2 separate regions of the Ovis aries genome follow, and region 1 is linked to region 2. Evidence: chromatin contacts called from public Hi-C data. All regions are on one chromosome and are shown on one strand. The core of a region is the stretch at or near the end of the contact, and the rest is flanking DNA. Distances in the headings are between cores, read along the strand shown.

Evidence for each region. A called contact is a pair of places that touch in the nucleus more often than the background predicts.
Region 1: a Hi-C map of muscle shows a contact between it and region 2, with 2.8 times the contacts expected there. The contact joins the promoter of ACTN1 here to the enhancer-like site in region 2. A contact is called at or near these places in 7 of 16 Hi-C or Micro-C datasets (blood, hypothalamus, liver and 4 more).

The regions. Positions count from the first base shown.
Region 1 is chr7:78,848,771-78,852,488 of ARS-UI_Ramb_v3.0, forward strand. ACTN1 (actinin alpha 1) reads right to left here and starts at 1,351. Exons shown (of 22, transcript XM_027971947.2): 1 at 962-1,351. The coding sequence starts at 1,066.
Region 2 is chr7:78,782,261-78,785,763 of ARS-UI_Ramb_v3.0, forward strand. It overlaps ACTN1 (actinin alpha 1), which reads right to left. Exons shown (of 22, transcript XM_027971947.2): 4 at 2,324-2,410; 5 at 440-527. Among named protein-coding and RNA genes, the nearest start is that of TRNAG-CCC, 15 kb to the right of the region's middle. Within about 2 kb of position 2,236, at least 4 of the 54 cell types and tissues checked have an H3K27ac peak or open chromatin away from gene starts, as enhancers often do.

The DNA of each region.
Region 1 (3,718 bases), core at 101-2,600, 66 kb after region 2:
TGGGGCTCCCTCCCCCCAACAAGAGTGGTTTCCGACCTCTTCCTGCCACCGGCCACTGTGCCCGGGTCCCCTCGCCAGCTTTGAGCCCAGCGCCCGTGGGAGAGCGCGCACCCGGCACGCGGCCTGGGACGCGCCTCGGTGGCTAAGCATGGAACCCCAAGGACTGACCCCAAATATCCCCAGAGACAATGCCTTGCCCTACCGAGCCCCTCAACTCAGATCAAGTTGCCCAAATTTGCCATCTGCCAGGAATGAGCGGGGATCGGAGAGGCAGGACGCAGACGCAAGCTCATCTCGGTTCGCAGTTACCAAGCACGGAGTTAAGCAATAAAACGGTTTGCCGCCCTGACCCCGCCTCCACAGGGCCCGTTGGGGAGCCCGCTTTGACCCCGGGTTCTCTCGGCCCTAACCCCACTCCGGCAGGTCCACCTCCACACAGACCCGGAGGGGGGGTGCCAATCCCACCATGCCCGCTGCCCCTTCGGCCGGCGGGTTGAGGCTGGGAGGACCCCAGGCAGCTTGTCCCCTTCAGGTACCAAGGCGACCCAGGAAGCGCGCTGCCACCGCACGCCATATGGAAAGGCGGTCAAGGGGCGGGGAAGGAAAGGGAAAATCGATCCGGAGCTAACTGCCACCGAGCCCGGGGCTCAGCCCCAGCCTCCGGAGCACCGCCCCCGCGCCTTGCCCTCGCGGGGCCGCAGCGACTGCAGCCGGGCGGCCTGGGTAGCCCGCCCCAAGGCGACCTGCCCGCGGGCGGCCCCACCTCCCAGCGCTCAGCCTCGGCGTTCGCGGGCTCTGGGGCCGGGGCGCTCCCCCTTCCGCCCCGCGCCTGTAACCCAACACCCCACCTCGCTGCGGCCGCGCATCCCCCGCCCCCGCTCGTGCGCGCCCAGAACCCCAGAGCCCCGCGAGCCGAGCTGCCCCGGGCGAGGGGGTGCGACGGGCCGGGGAGGTCGCTAACCTTTCTCTGCTGCTTCTCCCACGCTGGGTCCAGGAGCAGGTCTCGATCCCAGTCCTCTTCGGGCTGCATGTAGTCATTGGTTTGCTGGGAATCATAATGGTCCATGATGGATGATGCGCGCGTGCTAGGGGCTGGTTTCTTCCTCCACCTTCTCTTCGGGCGGCGGCGGCTGCGGCTTGCTGCCCCGGTGTGGGGAGGGAGTCGGGACGATCTGGGCTGGGGCTAGGGCTGGGCTGGGCTGGGCTGGCGGGGCCGGGCTAGCTCCCCTGCGCCCGGTTCCGCCGCGGCGCTGCGGGCGAAGGCGGGCTGCTGGAGGCGGCGGCGGCAGCGGCTGGAGCTCGCGGACTGCCTACCTCGCGCCGGCGCTCAGACCTAATCTCCACGCACACTGAGCGAGGCGGACACACTAGCGCTGCGGGCTCAGAGGCGGGCGGGGGCGAGGGGCAGGGGCTCTGCCCCTCCGGAGGCTCTCCATTGGCCAGGCCGAGTTGCCCAAACTTCCCCCCTTCGCCTCTCATTGGGAATTCCTGGCATCCGTCAGCCGGGCCGCGGCGCATATAGGTGGACTGGGCGGCCCCTCCCGGCGCGCACGCCCCCGCCTACTCCCCTGGTTCCCACTCCCCCGCGCGGCTCATGTGACACCAGCTTAAGCTGAACGGGACCGAAGCCGGGGGACGCCTCCCCGAGCTCGGGGACCGAGCGGCCGCCGCTCGGGAGCCCCAGGAGGAACCGCCGGGGCATTGGACACGCTCCCAGCCCGCAGGAAGGCCCGGTACTCCGTCGCTGCGGCGTCCTGCGCTCCCACGCGCTCCAAAGCCCACAACTGCCAGAGGCTGGGGGACCGACGCAAGGAAACCCGAAAAGCATTTCATTTTCTGTTTCCCAGGGTCCGGAGACGTCGGCACCCGGGGAAGGGGGGCGGGGAGTGCCGGGATGGAAAGGAATTTCCTGGGAATTTCCTGATTCCGCCCCGGCCCCGCCCCGCGCGGCGCGACCCTGCGGACCCCTGCCCTGCCGGAGCCAGGTTTCTGGCCAGCCCTCGGCGCTCCGAAGCCGCACAGCTTTCCCGCCTCGCCGCGGGTTCCTTTGCCGCCCTCCCTTGGGCTCAGGGTCTAAGTTGCCCAGCTTCCCGGGTTCCGCTGCTGGTTCCCCGCGGGCTGGCAGGGCCGAGCTATCCTTATACACACCTGGGCAGCACCCTGATAGCTCTGAGCGATCTACCCACTCCACGCCCCCTCAACACACACCCCTGACCCGACGGAGAAACTGAATTTCCCAAAGATGAGCTTAAAAGGGGGACTTATCGGGTTCTCAGAGCTCCACAAGCCAACCCTGTAACCTTGTGCCTGACAAACAAAGCCTTATTGTTATTCGAGGAAGGAGGGCAAGACCGAAGAAACACCTTTAAGCTCGCGGAGCCTGCCTGCTCTACGCCTGTCCTAGTAAGAGGCGGATCTCCCCAGTGGGCTCACACCCTGTTGGGCTCCTCTGAGACCTCCGGGACTCAAGAACAGGAGCCAGAGGCCTCCAGTAGCGTCTGCACAGAGTAGTGCTTAATCCATGTATGCCCCTGAAGGATGGCTGGGTTTACTGTGAAAACAACTGTCAGTTTAGAGGTGACTGAAGGAGTTAGAAAGGGCCATGAATTAGGTTACCTGAAAGGCCAACAGATGGGAAAGTGGAAAAAAGTGCCGGTGACTCCCAGGAGAGCCAGCTGCTGCTGTCGTAAGCAGGTATGGGTGATGGGTCACTCCCCGCTCCACTAGTCAATCTCGCACATTTATACAAGTGCCACCGGTCAGCACTGTGCCCTCTGCACGTCCCCGGCTGAGGAAGCACTGCTTCTGAGCCACGGAGACAGCAGATTTACAGACTATTTTATATCCACTTCTAAACTATGGTTCTAAACCTGATATCGAGGGTAATGATGGTGCTGCAGCCATTCATTCTCTCAATAAATATTTGTGGCGCCGCATCCGTGTGTCAGGGGATGTGCTAGATGTTATGTATCTAGGGGTGAAAAAAGACAGTCCTTGTCCCTGGCAGTCAGCAGAGACACACAGAAACAAAAATATACTTCAACGAGATAGATACTTCCCCAGCCAGGGCACTGTAGGGGGCGGCGGGGAGGTGGGGGCGGTGTAGAGAGGATGACCTTTGAGACCAGCATAGGGAAGGAAGCTCCAGGTATCACTTTTTGGAGGAAGGGGAATTCAAATGAGCCTTAAAGAACAAGAGTCAGCCAAAGAGGAGAGTGGGAGATTATTCCAGGCAGAAGGAACAGTGTGAGCTAATACATGGGGGCAGGAAGCTGCATGGTATAAAAGGAATGCTAGCATTTTAACATGGCTAGACTAGAAATTCAAGGCCAGGAGGGGCAAGAGACAGGGCTGGAGAGGTGGACAGCAGCCAGACAGTGAAAGCCTTCTCTACCACATGATGTGTGGGTCTGAGGGGAAGAAGGCTGGCTGGAAGCTGTGACAACCAGTTGCAAAGGAGTTGGAATAATCCAGGTAGTGCCTGGACGGGAAGTGCTGTGAGAATGTCCAGAGTCAGCTGTCCAGTAAGCAGGTGATGGCACAGCCCTGACTTGAGGGGAAACAGAATCTGAGAGTCATCTGACTACGGATAGCAGGGACACCATGAGGGACTCCAGGGAGAATGCCTTGGGGGAGCTAAGAGTGCCCAGCTAAACCCAGAGGAGCAGGACTTAGAAAGGAACTGTGAAGAACAAGGACCCCTGCGGGAGACAGACAG
Region 2 (3,503 bases), core at 986-3,485:
AGGGGTCTCCTTTTTTTTCCAGAAATGAACCCACAACCCCTTGGAGCAGGAGTTGGGAGAACACAGAGTGGGAAGGAACCTGCTTGCTGCCACAATCCCAGGCACCGGGTTAAGGCTCCATGGGGTTCAGATGTCGCGTCCCACCCCAGCCCCCCACCAAGGTCTGGGGCCCTCGACTGCTCTGTTTCAGAGCCCCAGGCTGGAACTCCCCGGACACTCTCCTGAGGGGGCTCCAAGAGCATCAGCCCAAGATGTATCAGGCAGCAGCCGGGACGGAGCGGGCCTCGAAGGGTGACGCTCCCTTTCCAGAAAAGCGACTCTTTCCCCAGCGCTCTGTGTTCTGTTCCAGAGCAGAGACTGACCCAGCCCAGGGGGCCCAGGGGACCCTGGGGAAAGCAGCCTGGCTTCTGCAAGAGCCCCTCAGCCCCCTGCCACGCACCTTATGTGGAAGTTCTGGATGTTGACGTTCTTATAAGGGGCTGTCTTTCTCTGACACCACAAGAGAAGCCCTTCCTTCGCTGAAGTCTCTGTGGGGAAGGGGATGACGGGCAGAGAGGTCAGAGGCTGGCTTGGTGGAAGGAGGGTGTGGGCTCCTCAAGGACCCCTGTGACCACAGGGTCCATGCTCTTTCACACAGGGGTCCACACAGAGACTCCGAGATTTCAACCCTGCTGCTACTAGGCCATCAAATCTATTTCCTGGACAAAGTTTGAGACGTTATTTGAGACACAGAGAAGTAAGCCAGGAATCATTTCAGAACTCGCCACCTGATACATTAAAATAATGAGAAAATGGCCTTTCAAACTTTCAGACTCTCTCCCCCTCACTCTCTTTTATGCAAAGAAATGGCAACCACACAAAATTAAGTCGGCAACCTCTGTCGGGCAGCCACTTTGGGGAGGAAGGGTTGATTGGTCTGTGAAATCTGAAATCCAGGACTCTTCAGACAGGGAGGGCCCGTGTGCCCTGTGGATTGCACACAGTCATGTAAGAAGAAAGCATTAGGACACCTAGTCACATTTAGTGTTCATCTAAAAAGAAAAAACAAGGTCTCCTCATCTTTAACGCATGGACACTGCTTCTGTGTAAAGCACACGGGTGTCAGTAAGTGAGGCAGGCATCCGAGGGGGCCCCAGGAGCTGCTGGCCCAGGAGGACCACGAACCACACTGCCCCTGTGTGTTCACATCTGTGAAAAGCAGCTCACAGTACTCAGTGAAGTGGGTTTCAGTTCACAAAATGGACTTTAAAACGACGCTAAACGAGAGAATATAGTAATTCAAGCACAAGAAAATGATTAAAAAAAAATCTTCAAACTAATGCTTCCGCTTTTAGTTCAAGCTCTTTTCAGTTACAAGATAAAAACAACAATTTACTCAGAGCTGACAAGAAGTCTACCCAAAAGAATAAACTCATCAAGAAAGCTATTTGAAAACCAGATTTATATCTATTATCACTAACAAGAACCCTAAGCAACTACTGTGGGTATCTATTTAGTCGCTTCAGCCCTAAATACCAGGTATCTATAAACCAAACGTAAGACTTTCACATTGCTGTATCACTAAGTGTCAAACCAAGATTCCCATAACAAAGCAATTTAATCCACACTGTTGTCATTAAAAATTAATTTCTAGGCCATTAAAATGTATTTTAAAAATATTTCCATCTCATCTTTTAAAAATTTGGTTTGATGTGTTTGAAATAGCAATGGTGGTGGTGGTGGTTTAGGCGCTAAGTCATGTTTGACTCTTGCGACCCCGCTGTACTCGGGAATTTACCCAGGCAAGAATACCGGATTGGGTTGCTCTTTCCTCCTCCAGGATATAGACATACATGAATATAATTTACTGAAAAATAAATACACACCTATCAGACATAAAGGTCAAAAACTGCGGGAGTGTGAAACCAAAAGTTTAGAGAGACCACGGCCCCAGACCATGGCGGCCCCTTGCAGACGTGCAAGGTGGCCACCAGGGGGTGCTATGGGAGCAAAGTGGAGGCCCTGTCTCCTGGCTCTCTCCTGATTGCTACACCCCTACTCTGGGATTTAACAACCCCAGAGCAGTGGTTCCAATACACCTCCCCACAGCCATCTTGGGCTTTCTCAAAGTGAGGGGGCCAACGCAGCTATAGGGGCCGGCACGCCACCTTTTACTTGTCTGTAGACTAGGAGAGAGCAAGGACGCCATTGATGGGTAAGCAGCCCAGGATGCAGCTTGTGATGAAGGACCTCCTGCCCCATGGGTCAGGGAGGAAGGCGTGACGGTGAAGGCATGGGAGACGTGGACGCCCGGGGACAGCTCGGAGCAGAGCAGAAGGCCTACCTTCCACGGAGATGTCCTGGATGGCAAAGCGGAGGATGATGGTCCAGATCATGCCCAGCGTCATTTTCACATTCCCATCCACGATTTCTACAGAAACAGCAGCAGGACACGTTAGGATGAGTCTCAGCAGGGACAGAGGTCACATTTCCTGAGTGCTCATGTTACTCTGTGCACCACTTAGGAAGTCAAAGGCCACACACTCCACTTCTAGAGGGAAGTCGAAAAGCCAGCACAATTGCATGCTGCAGGTGCCACGAGGGAAGTCTATTCGGGGGTGTCTTGGGGAACCAGGAGAGTGTGGTCAGTTCAGCTGGGTACAACAGGAAAGGCAACAGAGAAGGGGGCATCTTAAACCTGGGCAGTGTCCACAAGCCTAACAGAGAAGGGGGCATCTCAAACCTGGGCAGTGTCCACAAGCCTAACAGAGAAGAGGGAAAGGACTTCTACGCCATCGCAAATGTCCTGGCACCTCCAGAGCAGAGGACCTCTGGGCAAGCACAGCTCTCAGAACAGCCATCCACCCACCCGGGAAGTCAGTGCAGGCAACAGAAGTTAACCAACCTGACAAAGGTTTATAAACTGCTACCAGAAGGATCCACTAACTCACAAATCAAATTCATGATGCCATATTTTTTTTCATAAAAACAAACAAACAAACAGCAGCTTCAAGATAAAAATTAAGAGATAATCCACTAAATTCAGTCTAAGCAGCACCTTCTAGGTTTTTTAAAAAATGCTGTAAATTCTATGAAGCTTTTTTTTTGTCCCAGGCTTAGAAGCAGGACATACAAAGATAAATAAGCCCTGTCTTTAAGGATCCTAAAAGATGTAGTCATTTACAGGCTTGGAGACTGAGCAGATAATGAACACAGACTCCTTACCTTTCCTACTCCCAGGCCAGGAGACGGTAACCTGGCCCCGTGGTGAGCTACTCTCAGTTAAGACTCTCGCATCAAAAGAATATCTCATTTTTCCCTCCTGACAACAGTAGATTTGGGGGACACCCAACAAGACCATGAGAAGAGACAATGTCCAAGGACCCCTTGATCCCCTGAGCCAATGTCCACTTGGGTTTGCTTCCCACAAACCTTTTAAACAAACAGTGGATTCCTGTAAGGAAATTAACTCTAATGTCTCATCCCCTTCCACAAAAGAGAGGGCGAAACTGCATGCTGCTCTG